Regions from separate parts of the Muntiacus reevesi genome. Here region 1 is linked to region 2. A link is a contact called in public Hi-C data. All regions are on one chromosome and are shown on one strand. Each heading gives the region's core, a stretch centred on a gene start, on an enhancer-like site or on the middle of the called end of the contact. The rest is flanking DNA. Distances are from core to core; before and after follow the strand shown.

Region 1 (7,348 bases), core at 4,549-7,048, 460 kb before region 2:
TTCAGGTTCCTGGTCTAGAAACCTTGAAATTGTGTTCTACATTTCTGCATTGTTGAGCAAGTTATACACATGTTAATTTTCTCTTGAACTCTAATCCTTTCCCTTTTCCTTACTCAAAAGTCATGTTTGTTAAAATTGTTGAATCGGTTTCTTCAGCTTTCCCTTTTCATAGTTCCTCAGTTATTTGATTGTAGCAAATAGTGATCTTCATAAGACAGGTTAAATCTTAGGTCATCCTTGAGTCATAACTCGCACATCAAATGTCACCAAATTTTGTGTGACGCTAGTGGTAAAGAACCTGCCCTGCCAATGCAGAAGACATAAGAAACAAGTTTGGTCCCTGGGTTGGGAAGATCTCCTGGAGGAGGGCATGGCAGCCCATTCCAATATTGCCTGGAGAATGCCATGGACAGAGGCGCCTGGCGGGTTGCAGTCCAAGGGTTGAAAAGAGCTGGCAACTGAAGCACAACTGCTGCTCTGGTCACTGTTCTGCATCCTACTTTGTGCTTCTGTTTTCTCTAACACAACCCCAGCTCTCTGTGATCATTTTTTTAAACTTCTCTTGGATATGAACCATTTTTAATGGTCTTTATTAAATTTTGTTACAATACTGCTTTTAAATAGCACTCCCTTCCATGCCATATCTTTGCCTCTATTTTTTTCCTTATTTGGCATAACTTTTGTTTATTTGCTTATCTTATTTTACCCCCTCTATTAAAATATATCTGGGGAAACAGGTAATGTTTACTGCTGCATCTCTAGTACCTGGAAAGAGGCACAGCAATATACCATTCAATATGTACTTTAAGGAGTTCTAAAGAAAAGGTTTTGTCCAATTTAAAGTGGTTGAAAAGTACTTGTCTTAAATGAGCTGCAAATCTATATTGGTTCATCAACTTGGCTAATTACAGACTTCTGTAATGCAGACTTCTGACTAAGCAGTCGGAAAAGGTGGACCACTAAGACCAACCCTATAAAAGCTTTAAAACCGTTGACTCTGGGGATACTTGACCTCTGCCTTCCCACCCAGTCATCTGACTACCTGGTCATTAGCAGATGTTTGCTCTGAGAGCTGTGTGTTGGGCATGGCACAGCAACGAAAGAGCCTTTTTGCATCTACATCTCCACTGCTCTCCCTGATGAGCACTCAACCTGAAGCAAGACTTCCTCTCTCAACCCTGTAAAACACTTCCGGGTGCCTTCTGAGTGAATGGTGACCACAAGGTGCCTTTTCTGGACAGTACAGGTTTGTCAACCAAGGCTGAGAAAAGTTCAGTATCCCATCACTCAGCAGGAAAGTAGTACCCAGCACTGTAATCCTGTCAACAATGCCAGAGGCTGATGTCCTCAAGCTCTCCCTACATTCTTCATGCCTTCCATTTTTGAGTTTTGGCGTTTGTTTTCCTTTGGCTTTAACATTCAGCTTTGGCATTCACCAATTGCTTAGAAAGCAGGAATCTTAGAGAAACTCATTTAGCAGCAACTCTAGTATTCGGTGGGGCTGTTTTCCAAAGGCCCCCCTTTACTCCCATCAGCTGAGTGCCCCAGCCCCACCACAGAGATGGACCTGCAGTTTTCACCCCTTAAATTGTCCTTTCTCGCTGTTTGGTGGGAACAGAAGGGCTTGTTCAGATGCTGCAAGTCTAGGCTGGGTGCCTTCACATCTCAGTGTCAGCTTCCAGGGCAGACCCTCAAACCCTCTTTTTTTTTTTCCCCAAACCCTTATCTTTAGCCCAATTCAGAGTATGCCAGTTCAGTTTTAAACAATTTTAATTGCACAAATAATAATACATTCTCATTGTAAACAAATTGAACATAACAGATAAAGTACCCAGTACACACTTTGGCCCCTCTTCAGGGTGAGGTTATCAGAATAAGGTATATCCTAAACATCTTTTTATGTGACCCTGGGGGCAGCAGCATTCTCTGGAAAACTAGAAATAGCAAATTCTTAACCTCTCTCCCAGATTTGAATCAAATGCTGGGGGTGGTACCCAAGACTTTAACCAGCCCTTCAGTGATAACTGATGCTCCCTCAAGTTTAAGAACTGGCCTAGCCCCAAATCGCAGCGGAAATAAACCTTGCACCTGGGCTCTAGTCCTCTGTGCCTCGCTCTTGCGTCCTACCTTCACCTCCAAGCCAACGTGGAAGCACCCCCTACCCTGATTCAGGCCCTTCTGCCATCAGGGGCGGTCCCTAGGTGCCTGGGCTTAGGGCACGTGGGAATGCTGCTCTAATAGCTCCTCAGGGCCCGCAAAGTGGGCCGGGGCGGGCCTGGGGGAGGCAGCTGGACGACCCGCCCCCCCTGGTTGGCTCAGGGCTCCTGGGTCTCGTCCCCAGACCCTGACGCCTCCTCCTCGATGCGGTCCGCTGCCTCGACGTCGCCGCCCTCTTCGGCCCGGAAGCGCAGCAGATGCGGGGTCCGGGGGGCGCGGACGCGGCCGAAGTTCCGAAGGCTGATGGCTGGCGAGGGAGCGCCTACGCCCAGGAAGCGGCCGAGCAGTGGGGTCTGCGCGGTCACCGGCCGGGCTGGCCCAGGTGACGCCTCCACCTGCAGGCTCTGCTCAGGGTCGTCGCTCATGCTGCGGGCAGGCAGGAGGGCTGTGTGAGCAAGCCTCTGACAGCAGGGGGACCGGGAGGGACCGAGTCCTGGACCCCAGGAGGGTGGGCGGGGAACTGGAGCCTGGCTACTGACTCAGGTCCTGCCTCCGCCGGCGGGGACTACTCACCGCAGGTTGAAGGTGGAGCCCAGGAAGGAAGGCCGCAGCGACTCGGCCACAGTGGCCACTGTGTAGGGCGGCTGCGCCGAGTCCTCATCCCAGTAGGCGTCCTTCTCCGTGGGAGGCAGGTTCTGGTACATGTCATCCACGGAGAGCAGGGATACCTGGGGGCAGCAGGTCACAAGAATCCCCTTCTCCTCTGCGAACCCGGACTGAGAGCTGGCAAGGAGGGAGAGCCCGACTTCCAGAGAGCTGCCACCAGACCCTGAATCACCTGCAAGTTGCGGTCTATAAGCTGGTTGGTTTCAAAGTCGTCATCATCCTCACCAAAGGGATTAATGATCTGTTCTGCCACCTGCAGGTGGTAAGAGAGTGTTTTCTGGGCTCAGAGCCCTACTTTCTAACCCCAAAGTGTGGGTGGGTCCTCGGTCCATACCTCCACCCCCTGAAGTGCCCACCTTGAGCCAGCCAGCATAGAAGAAGAACTGCAGCAGAGTGGTGAGAGGCACATACATGTCCAGATCGCCCACGGCTGGCCCTGGCTCCAGAGGCTCCCGAGGTTTGGCAGCACCTGCCACTGGTTCCACGAACTGGCGGCCCACCAAGGAGAGGGCAAAGAAGGAGTATACCGCTATGGTCACCACCTGGAGGAGGGGATGCCAGGCTGAGTGGGACAGGTTAAAATGCTGTCTCTGCCCCGAGGGTCAGTGGTAGATCTAACAAGTAATTAAAATATGTAGCGGGGACTTCCCTGGGGGTGAGGTCCCAATGTAGGGGACCCAGGTTCCATCCCTGGTCAGGGAACTAGATCTCACATTGCTGCACCTTGAGTTCGCATGCACCAACTAAAGCTCCCCCGTGCTGCAAAGAAGACCCAACCCAGCCAAATAAATAAATATTTTAAAAAATAAAAAATAAATACAACATGTAGCAAGGTGTGGCAGCACCAAGTCGGAGGGGATCATCTTAGTGAGGGTCCAGGGAGGCTTTGAGGATGAGCCCTTGGCTATTTAGTGTCTCACTGGACTGAACTGCCGCTCCTGGGCAGGTACCATCTCTAGTTCTCGGTGTCACACACAGCACAGGACATACAGTAGGCACTGGGGCTGGGGAGGTGAGAGGCAGTTACTTGGGTGTAGACGAGGGGGATGCTGATCCAGTCATAGTGGAAGAGCATACTGCACTTGGCCCGGTACTTGTTCAGCTCCTGGTGGAACAGCAGGAAGAGGAAGTCAGTGGAGACAGGAAGAAAGGAGAAGGGGACGGGGAGTCCAGTACACATTTAAGCCTGGGCTAGGTCTCATTCTGCTTTCAGAGGTGTTGTCAGGCTGGGGTGCCTGTGATGGAAGGGAGTTTAGCACAGTGACTGCAAGGACAGACCCTGGAGCCAGAAGCTCTGAGGATGAATCTCAGCTCCACTAACTAGCTGTGTGACTTGGGCAAGTTTTTTTTCCCGCTCCTTGCCTCAGTTTCCTCACTTCCTCACACTTGCTGCGCTACATAATAGACCCCATGTAGGTGTTAAGCACTGAAATTATGATTGCAGTATGCAGAACTAGGGGGAGGAGGGCAGATGGGCCCTGTCCTAGGCTGACTCACTTCCAGGAGCAGGCAGAGAGCAATGTCATCACGGATTCGCCCGTCCCTCCGGGCCTGGGCCGCCAGATTGGTGAACCAGACGCAAGGAATCCAGTACTTATTGAAGTCAGATTTCAGGCTCTCAAACTTTTTCCTTTCTTCCTGGGACATGAAACCTGCAGGGATGAAGAGAAAGGAATGAAATCTCATCCTTGGCCTCCAGGACTCAACGCTCTGGGGCCCTGGAGCTCCCCCTGGTGGTCAAACCTTCCCGCCTAGGAGACCCTCGGGGCAGGTCCGGTCCAGTCCCTCCCAGGGCTCCCTGAGCGCTGCACCTGCGTCCACCACGTGCTCCATGGTGGGAAAGCGCTTGAGCACGCGCGTGCTGACAGAGCGCAGCACCAGCACCGACGCTAGGTTGGCGTAGCGAATGAGGGTGCGGCGCAGCAGACGGCCACGCTGGTCCACGCCGTGCACGGTGGCCGAGATGACGCACATCAGCTGGTCCGGCAGCGGGATGCTTGTGTACTGGGCCCACCAGCGGTTCACCACCATGGTCACGTAGAAACCTGGTCGCCGTCGTGGGTAGCGGGGACGGGAAGGGAAGAGGGAGGGCTTGGAAGTCAGTGTGTCCTGCCCGCAACCAGAACGCCTGGTCCAAGCCAGGTGGAACCAAGGCAGGGGGAAGGACGCATTGACTCCAGCACCCTGCCTCGCTTGTCGGAGGGACAACCACATCCTCTGATTATGCCCTGATGGACCAAACCAGGCAGGGAGAAAGAAGACTGCAGACCTCCTCAGGCAGAAGAGACGTGATGGTTCAAGTCCAAACAGTGGTTAACTATGAGCCCTGCTTCCCATGAGGGTGCGGAGGGAGGTGTCACCTCTCTCCAGTTCTAATGCAGGACCCAGGGGGGTGTGAGGCCAGCAGCAGGCTGGGGCTGTGTTTGGAGTGAGGGTCGGGCTGGTGATAGGCAGGGCCTAGTCCTCTGGGAATCCTGGACCCGGCACACAGCTCCCTTGTCTGCTGAGCCTGCTCTGGTTGACCTCCAGATGTGCCGCTGGACTAGTTCTGACCCTCAGAGCTAGCAGCCCAGCCCAAAGGTCAGGAAAGATGGCTAGGGGACTGCAAGGGAGAACCCCTTGTCCTTTGAACTTACCCAGTACAAAGGACAAGGGGATGAGGTCCGCAGAGCGGTTGCAGTATCGGGCCACCTGAGCGTACACGTGCTTCTGCTCCTGGGTCAGCAGCAGCCTGGGGAAGGTCAGGTGGGCCCTGGGTTAGAGGGAGATGGGCAACCTAGTCCCCTGCAGGCCAGCCCTCAGACCCTGCCCTCACCCTCGCACCGGTAGGTGACGCTAAGCAGAGCATACAGGGCGATGAAGAGGAGGAACTCCTTGTAGAGGAGCTTGTAGATGCTTCCCCGCCAACGGAGAAGCAGGCCAGAGAAGCCTCCGAAGCGGGCCTCCGCCACTTTGAGGGTGTAGGAGACGGTCATGGTGCTGGCGGCCTGGGGCAGAAGGTCGAGAGAGCTGCCCTTGGAGCTGTCCTTCTCCCCCCACGAACCTTCTCCTTGGCCTGCCTTCTCGTCACCCAGCTTAGGTCCCCAGGTAACCTCCCACAACTCTGGTCACCCCCCGACCCCAGCCTTCATCCAGTCAGTAGACCAAGGGGAGGAAGCAGACAAGCAGACAGAGAACACCCCCAGCCCCCTAGGACTCAGTGGCATGTGGGTCAAACCAGGATGAGATGGGGCAGAGGGGAGCTTAGATCTATATCCTCTCCTGCCTGAGGCTGCCCCAAGCTCCTCTTCCACTTGCAGGACTAGGAGGAACCCCTGAACTGCTGAGGACAGGAGACTCAACTGTAGCCTAGCCCCACACACTGTGGGGTCTTGCTCTCGAGGCTGATAGGTGGTCTCTCAAGGCACAGGGCACTCTGACCCCCACCCCACACCTACCTACCTGCTCTGGACAGCAGCCTGTGCCGAGGAAGGGGAACTGAGCTAGCCTTCACCCCACAACACTTAAGTACCTCCTGGGTCCATAAAGTTTGCCCGGACTGAGGTTATCATTGATGGATTGAGGCTGTCACCCGGCTTCCCCTGGTGCTGGGAACTGGCTGTGTCTTCCTGTGCCTGCAGGGCTGGGCTGGCCGTTGAGTGCTATAAATGCCTCTGCGTTGACCCCGCAGCTCACACCATGTCCTTGGAACCAAGGTGACAGAAATGACTGTCCCACGCTCCAGGTGAGAAGACAGATGCATGATAAAGTGTTATAACAGCTGCTGATGGCAGAGCACTGACAAGTGACAGGCACTGTGCCAGAGGACCACTCCATCAAATCTCTGGCCTGTCCTGGGAGGCTCCCTCCCCACGCTGTGAGCTGCTTCTCCCTGCAAGTGGTTCCTGAAGAGAGGAAGCAGGGAGGGGGGTTAGGAACATAAGTTTGCAAGGCCGACACACCTGGGGTTGAATTCTGCTGCTCTGTGGCTTTGTCCAAGATACCTAATCTCTCTGGACTTCAGTTTGCTCCTCTGTAAAACAGTATCAATAACTCCTTCCTCACAAGGCAGTGGAGACTATTCAGAGCAAGAATGCCCGGAGCCGGGAGCATGCAGGCATTTATCCTGGGCGACTGTCACCATGAAAAGCCAGTCTTTTCCCTTTGGTTTCCGCCTAGTGGTCCACTGTTGCTTCTCAGAACCTGGCAATCCTGCAGAGATTGAGAGTCAGAGACCTATCCCCCGATGCCTGGCCGGCCTGTCCCCAAGTCAAACAGTGCCAGGTCCTGGCTTTTAACGTGGATATGAGGCCTATGAGATGCCCCCACTTCCACCTGCTGTCGTGAGCCTCTGACCTCACTCCCTTTGACTGCTCCTTTGAGGTCCTCTCTCGAATCAGTTAGTCATACCGCCCTAAAATCTACAAAGAGGTTTCCCCTCCAACCCACAAGACATTGGACAGGATTACATCTGATTCAGCTCAATAAAGCTGAGGACTTGAACCCAGGGAGGCTTTTCTTTTCTCTATTTTATTAAAAAAATTTT
Region 2 (7,155 bases), core at 375-2,874:
TATCTGCATTGTCCCACTGAGTGAGTTTATTTCCCAGAATGTGTGGCTACAACACTATTATTATTCCTATTTTTACAGATGAAGAAACTAAGGCTCAGAGAATTTAAGCAACTTGCCCAAAGTTATACCGGTGCTAATCAGAATTGGAGGTGAATTTTAATGCCAGGTCTCTATGGCTTCTGGAGCCCTTGTTCTCAAAATCACTGGTGTGCAGAGTAGCACAAAGTACCTTCACCACTAATGACCAGCTTCTGGGTACTGACTTACTGACTGTAGACATGAACACTCAGCTTGGCCTTTTGCTAAGCCCTGTCTCCTCATTGCATCATTCTTCCTCTTGCCAATGAAACTCAATAATAAGTTGTCACACCAGGCTGCCTAATAAAGGAATCTCTTTTGCAATGCTTCAGACCATAGCATCCATCCCACTATCTCCCCAACCTTACACTCCATTGGTCAGTCCTCTGAGGGCTTGGCTCACACTTCTCATTGAGCTTTTGCTTATGCCATTTGCCCTTCTTGGAATGCCCTTCCAATCCCTTCAAGAGCTACAGGTGAAGTTCCAGAAGACTCCTAATCTCCTCAACCCAGGGATCTCACACTGTTCTGAATGGCAAGACCAGAAGTGGCTCCACTAAGCTTCTCTGACCCAGTACCCAATCAAGAAACTTCAAAGAGCAGGGAGGGCTTGTTCAATCCTAAGGCTTTCCTCATGGTTCAGCTGGTAAAGAATCCACCTGCAATTTGGGAGACCTGGGTTCAATTCCTGGGTTGGGAAGATCCCCTGGAGAAGGGAACAGCTACCCACTCCAATATTCTGGCCTGGAGAATTCCATGGACTATTCCATGGGATCGCAAAGAGTTAGACATAACTGAGTGACTTTCACTTTTCTTTCAATAGAGTCAGGAGGGTGAGAAAGGACACCCATGCAGCTGTTCCTTTCAGATCCTGAGCCACTGGTTTATATATATATTTTTTTCCCTCTAAATCTTGTTTGGGGCAAGGAGGGTAAACCATATTAAGGGAGAAGTGGGGTTGAAAAAAGAGGTGCAACTGAGAGATTTCCCAAAAGACAGATGCTTGTAGGAGCCATATAAATGGTCTATCTTCCTATAACATACATTTCTCTGCACTATTTTGGAGAGTGAAAATTTGTAACTTAAAAGCATTCTTTTTTTTTTTTTTTTTTAAGTTTTAGGAACATTAGGACTTAAAAGCAAAATTCTCCAAATATTTTAAACTAAAGCAGGAAAATTGCTAAGAAATTCCGTGCTTGTAGGGAGAAAATCCGGGCTCTTCCACCAACTAGAGCTGATTCTCTTTGCTCTGAGGTTGCCGCATGCATGGGAGCCCAGTGCCTGGAATCTAATGAAGGCAGCTATTGTGATCTCGAGAGTTGGGGGAAGGGAGAATCAGTGCCCAAGGGTGTGTGGCCCAGACAGAGGCCATGGGAGGGGGCAGTCCTGTGTACCCCGTGTACCGTCTGCAACACAGGCTGAGCGAGAAGGTGGAGCATGGCAGCGGCAGTCACTGGCTCCGCCCCCTCTCCCGCCCCTTCCCTGCCGTGCCTCCACGTGGTTCTCAAAAGCCGCAGCTCAGACTTGGTGGTCCCCATACAGCTCCAGTTTGCGGTAGCTCGGCAGCAGGAACTGCAAGCCCCCAAGGGGGTCCGTCTGTGGCTCCTGCCAGAAAAAGATCGAGGAAGGTGCTTTGCCGGCAAAATTGGACTCCACCGGCTTCCGACGACAAGCCAGGGACTGAGAGTCTCGGAGTCCTGAACGACAAGTGAGCGTCCCCAGGGGAAGGACAGGCCAGGGTCGCCATCCACACCGCCATGGCCGCTCCAGTCCGCCGTCTGTGTCATATCGCCTTCCACGTGCCGGTGGGGCTACCCTTCGCCCAGGATCTGCAGCGCTTCTTTGGCTTCCAGCCCTTGGCGGTGCGGGAAGCAGACGGCTGGAGGCAGCTGGCTCTGCGCAGCGGCGACGCTGTCTTTTTGGTGAACGAGGGCGCGGGGCTGGGAGAGCCGCTGTATGGCCTGGACCCGCATCATGGGATACCCAGCGCCACAAACCTGTGCTTCGACGTGGCCGACGCGGACGCTGCCGCCCGGGCGCTGGCGGCACTGGGCTGCAGCGTGCCGGTACCCCCTGTTAGCGTGCGAGATGAGCAGGGCGCTGCCATCTATGCCGTGGTCACTTCGCCAGCAGGCAACCTCAGTCTGACGCTGCTGGAGCGCACTGGCTTCAGTGGGCCCTTCCTGCCTGGCTTTAGCCCTGTGCCCTCTGCACCCGGGCCCTGCTGGTTCAGCCACGTGGATCACCTGACCTTGGCCTGCAACCCCAGCAGCTCCCCAAAACTGATGCACTGGTTCCACGACTGTCTAGGCTTTCACCACCTACCACTGAGCCCAGGTGAGGATCCAGAGCTGGGCCTGGAGGTGGCAGCAGGGTCCGGGCTTGGTGGGCTGAGGCTCACTGCCCTGCAGGGCCCTGTCGGCAGCGCTGTCCCCACCCTTGTGCTGGCAGAGTCCCTGCCGAGGGCCACCAGCGGACAGGACCAGGTGGAGCAGTTCCTGGCCAGGAACAGGGGACCTGGATTGCAGCACGTGGGGCTGTACACACCCAGTATCAAGGAAGCCACTGAAGGGGTGGCAGGGGCTGGGGGTCAGCTTCTGACTCCTCCTGAGGCCTACTACCAGCAGCCAGGCAAGGTGGAGCAGATCCTGGCTGCAGGGCACGAGCCTAACCTGCTGGCCCAACAGGGGGTCTTGCTAGATGGTGACAGAGGCAAGTTTCTGCTTCAGGTCTTCACCAAGTCCCTGTTTGCAGAGGACACTTTCTTCCTGGAGCTGATCCAGAGACAGGGGGCCACTGGCTTTGGCCAGGGCAACATTCGGGCCCTGTGGCAGTCTGTGCAGGAGCAAGCTGCCAGGGTCCAAGAAACCTGCAAAGGGCCCAAGCTGGATGCAGCCGCCTGTCCTGGAGCATTGGAAAGTTCGGCTTAGGGCCTGCTGGAACTGAGGGACATTCACGGAGGCCTGGAGTAAAAGCTTTTGTCTTTAGGGGCTTCCATTTCATCAGTACCTGCCAGAAGTTGAAACTCTCACAGGGGTCCAGAAAGGTAGGATTTTTATAACTGTGAAACATTTCTCATATTGTCTGTATCTAATATATATGCAAAGTGTAAATAGCAGCAGGATTATATGATTAGGAAATAGAACTGGGATTTCTGAATCCTCCTTGTGTCTTTCTGACCTCATTTCTCTCCATCACACCTCCAATATTATGATTAAAAACCTGTTTTTCTCACCAGCCCAGGTTGGATGCATGAGACAAGTGCTCAGGACTGGTGCACTGGGAAGACCCAGAGGGATGGGATGGGAAGAGAGGTGGGATCGGGATGGGAAACACATGTAAATCCATGGCTGATTCATGTCAATGTATGGCATAAACCACTACAATATTGTAAAACAATTAGCCTTCAACTAATAAAAATAAATGAAAAAAAAAAACCTGTTTTTCTGCATTGTTTCACTACATATATAATATATCCCTAAACAAATGATCTAAATGGCAACCCACTCCAGCATTTTTTCCAGAAAATTCCATGGATATAAGAGCCTGGTAGGCTACAGTCCAAAGAATCTTTGGATTCTTTGGGGTCTCCAAAGAATCACTGAGCACAGGAGTCTAAGGCAAAATAAATTCTCCTGTGCTTCCCCTCTCCCTAGGGAGAAGCCACTGCAGGGAGGGGCTGAGTCAGGGCTAAGCCCAACCACCTGCTCTAGGGTGATAACGCAGCTCCAATCAGAGACCTGGCCAGAGAGTGCTGGATGTAAGCCACTGGCAGGAGCTCCCTGCAGCTGCCTTCTCCCCTTCTGGGGTTGGAGGAGGACAGATCACTCAGGACGGAACACCCCCCCTCTTCCATCTGCCCAGGGCTGGCTAGGAGCTCAGAAGTCAGCACCAAACAGAGCTCTACCACTTTCTGGGTCCCTCAGAGGTAAGGAGTGAAGGGGCTCAGGAGAGGGTGGGAAGTCTCCAGAATGACTACAAAAATAAGCATTTTATTAAACAGGATTCTCTGCGGGGTGGAGGATTCCAAAGGCATCACTGGGCTGCACTGTTGAGGCTGGGTGCATCAGTGGGGACCTGGGGCCGAAAGAAACTCTCCAGGACTTGCTGGCCTGGGCTGGGCTTTTTCCGTTTGGACAGGGTGGCCACCTGGGATCTTTTGGAACCCTGTGCAGAAGACAAAGGAAACACCGAGGTGACAGTAGAGTCTTCTCCTTCCACCCCGCCCCCCACACCACTGATCTAGCTCAGATTCTAGCCTTAATACTGTAAACCTTCCATCCTGTTCCTGAGGCAGTCTTCCTAACATGCAAATCTGACTCTTCTCTCCACCCAAAATCCTTCAGGGCCCGGTGTTAACTGGCCTGGGCCAGTCCTGCTAACAACTCTAACTAATCCAACAGCTTACAGGTTGTACTGTACTTCACCGTGGCTCACACTACTCTTGGGCCAGGAAAGAACATCTTTACTGCTGATTCTCCTTCCAAACCCGGAGAAAATGCTTTAGTTCTAGGACCTAGATTACCAGCTGCTTCTTCCAAGCATCCATTCCTGACTCTTGTCTCCTAGATAGAAATGACAGCTCCCCACTTCATATCCCACAAAACTGAGTACAAACATTTCACACACTGTGACACTACTGTCTCCATCATTTGCTCCTGTCCCCTCTCTACCTGTAAGGTCTCCAGGTCAAGAACTATTCCTCTCGCTCCAGTGAACTCTGTCATGGAGACTGTTCACCCAAACATGCATCACTTAACTCACTGAAAACCTGTAGATTTGGCCCTGGGGAGAGATGGCTGGGTGAGGGCCAAAAGACTCACCTTGCAGGTGCCAGGCTGTTGGCCCTCATACATGCGGAACACCTAGACGAGACGAGGGAAGTGCAGGGCTGGCATCTTTCCCCCAAAGAGACAAACCTCTGTATTCTACCCTTAACTTCATGCCCCGACACTTTTGTTTAAGATATGTTTTTCATTTGTTTACATAGTAATAGGTTTACTTAGAAAATGCAGGGAACACGAAAAAACACAACGAAGACAACAAAGGTAGTGCCTTTTTCATGGCGGTGGAGACGGCTGCAGTGTGAAAGTCCTCCCGGGTCAGCCAGCGAGCGCCAGGTGGTACAATGGTCACTGGGGTGTGTTCTTCCAGGGCCAGACCATATACTTGGTATGTCATCTTGATGTGAGAGAAGGTGTGGACCACCTAGGGGGTGCCAAGAGGCTGAAACAGACCCGGAGATGTGGCCACAGAAGCCATCATTCCTGGTCACTCCTCTCCTCACTCACCTGCCCCAGATGCTGAAGGCGGGTGTCCGGGAGGGACCCAACCCAACTCTGCAGTTCCTGCAGCAGAGCCTCCCGCTGATGCTGCCCTGAGGTTTCTGCATTCACATTCACGGATGGGAACTCCCATAGTCCTGCTAGCAAACCTGAAAGGGAGGGCAGCCAGGCATGGGTGGGGCCTTAGCTGCTGCTGCCTCCTTTTCTTCCCTGTTGCTCATGCCACCTCCCTGCACTCCCAGGATCCAGGTACCTGAGTTGGGCCTCTGCACCAGCAGAATGCGGGCACCCCCAAGGGCCTTGGGCTGCTCCAGAACACAGATGGCAGAGCACTCCTCCCTGGGGGGCTTGCGGCTGGCCTTTCTGGGAAAGTTGGTTACTCCCAGGGTCTGGTCCCAGGGCTCCGTGGGAGGCGCGCACAGCGGGCACTGTCCAGTGTTGGGAGCTGGGAAGAGAGATCCAAGAGCTTCGCTCAGGCCGAGTGGGCTCAGGTGCCAAGCCCAAAGAGCAGGCCTTTGCCCAACTCTGTAGAATGACTCGGTTGCAGGATGAAAGGGAATGAGGCTGCCACAGGCAGCTCCCTGACGGCATAAGGAAGGGCTGGGGCTGCCACTCACCACACTCCTCCACGTCACAACTGCCCGGCAGGCTCTGTGAGGCTGAGAGCTGCTCCCACTCCACCTGAGAGGCACAGACAGGACAGGATGCCATGGGGCAGGGGTCACTCCCAAGGACGCCTGACTGCCTCCCTTCCTTGGGTGGCTCACCCTCTGGCGTGCCCGGCACAGGCTCTGCACAGGACAGTGGCTGCAGAGTGGGTGCTGCGGGGTGCACACTATGGCCCCCAACTCCATGGCTGCTTGGTTAAAGTCCCCTGGCCGGGCTGGGTCCACCAGCTGCTGGGCTAGGCTCCTGCAAGAAGGGACCATTGCTCTGAGCCAAAGACCCTTTGGAGACACCTTTTCTAATCTTCCTCTTTACCCCAGTATCCTACCAGAGGTGCTGGGAGACAAGACTGCTGCTGGGTTCAGCACCTATGGCTCGGACACGGCACAGCACCCGTATGACGTTCCCATCCACCACTCCGGCGGCCTGGCACAGAGGAGTCCGGGAGTCAGCCTGGTCTGGGAGGAAGGTAGGGGGGCATGCCCAATATCGGGGTGGGTGATGGGCTCACCTGGCCAAAGGCTATGGAAGCAATAGCTCCGGCTGTGTACCGCCCTACCCCAGGTAGGAACCGCTGCAGGGTCTCTGCTGTACGTGGCATGTGGCCCCCTAGCTCCTCTACCACCTGATTGGAATGGGAAGGTTCATGGTTACGAGACACTCAAGGTCCTGGGGCTCCCAGACCCCTCATCAACCCCTTACCTTCCGGGCTCCTTCCTGTAGCCACCGGCCTCGAGAGTAATAACCCAGGCCAGCCCAGAGTTGGTTAACTTCCTGTGCGTGGGATCAGAGGTCAGAGGGGTCAGGGATCGGTCCTCAGTAGGCCCCATTCCCCCTACCCTAGGGTGGTTCTCACCTCCAGGGAAGCACTGGCCAGGTCCTGCAGCGTTGGCCACTTCTACAGCCCGAAGGCAGACAAAAAGAAATGAGGCCAAAGGTGAAAGAAGCGGAGGAGGCCTTATTTTATCCCCACCCCCAAGGAGTCATCTGGGGTCTGGACCATGATTGACCCTTCCCCTTGTTCCTGGAAGTCACCTGCATCCATCGAGTATAATAGTTGATCACCGTGGCAACCTGGGTCTGCTGCAGCATGACCTCTGAGACCCACACTGGGGAAGAGGGGCCG

Evidence for each region. Hi-C and Micro-C count contacts between places; a contact is called where the count stands out from the background.
Region 1: a contact with region 2 is called in a Hi-C map of blood, with 3 times the contacts expected there. The contact joins the promoter of BEST4 here to the promoter of HPDL in region 2. A contact is called at or near these places in 2 of 3 Hi-C or Micro-C datasets (blood and muscle).

The regions. Positions count from the first base shown.
Region 1 is chr1:159,973,093-159,980,440 of mMunRee1.1, reverse strand. BEST4 (bestrophin 4) reads right to left here and starts at 5,798. Exons shown (of 10, transcript XM_065929471.1): 1 at 5,647-5,798; 2 at 5,460-5,554; 3 at 4,635-4,868; 4 at 4,321-4,475; 5 at 3,851-3,928; 6 at 3,293-3,365; 7 at 3,180-3,259; 8 at 2,996-3,076; 9 at 2,731-2,885; 10 at 2,277-2,583. The coding sequence starts at 5,798. The coding sequence ends at 2,316.
Region 2 is chr1:159,511,238-159,518,392 of mMunRee1.1, reverse strand. It overlaps HPDL (4-hydroxyphenylpyruvate dioxygenase like), which reads left to right and starts at 1,624. Exons shown (of 1, transcript XM_065929366.1): 1 at 1,624-3,373. The coding sequence starts at 1,836. The coding sequence ends at 3,008. It overlaps MUTYH (mutY DNA glycosylase), which reads right to left. Exons shown (of 16, transcript XM_065914135.1): 5 at 7,065-7,138; 6 at 6,886-6,927; 7 at 6,732-6,803; 8 at 6,541-6,654; 9 at 6,358-6,455; 10 at 6,131-6,275; 11 at 5,981-6,044; 12 at 5,617-5,808; 13 at 5,370-5,512; 14 at 5,134-5,286; 15 at 4,902-4,943; 16 at 4,063-4,245. The coding sequence ends at 4,114.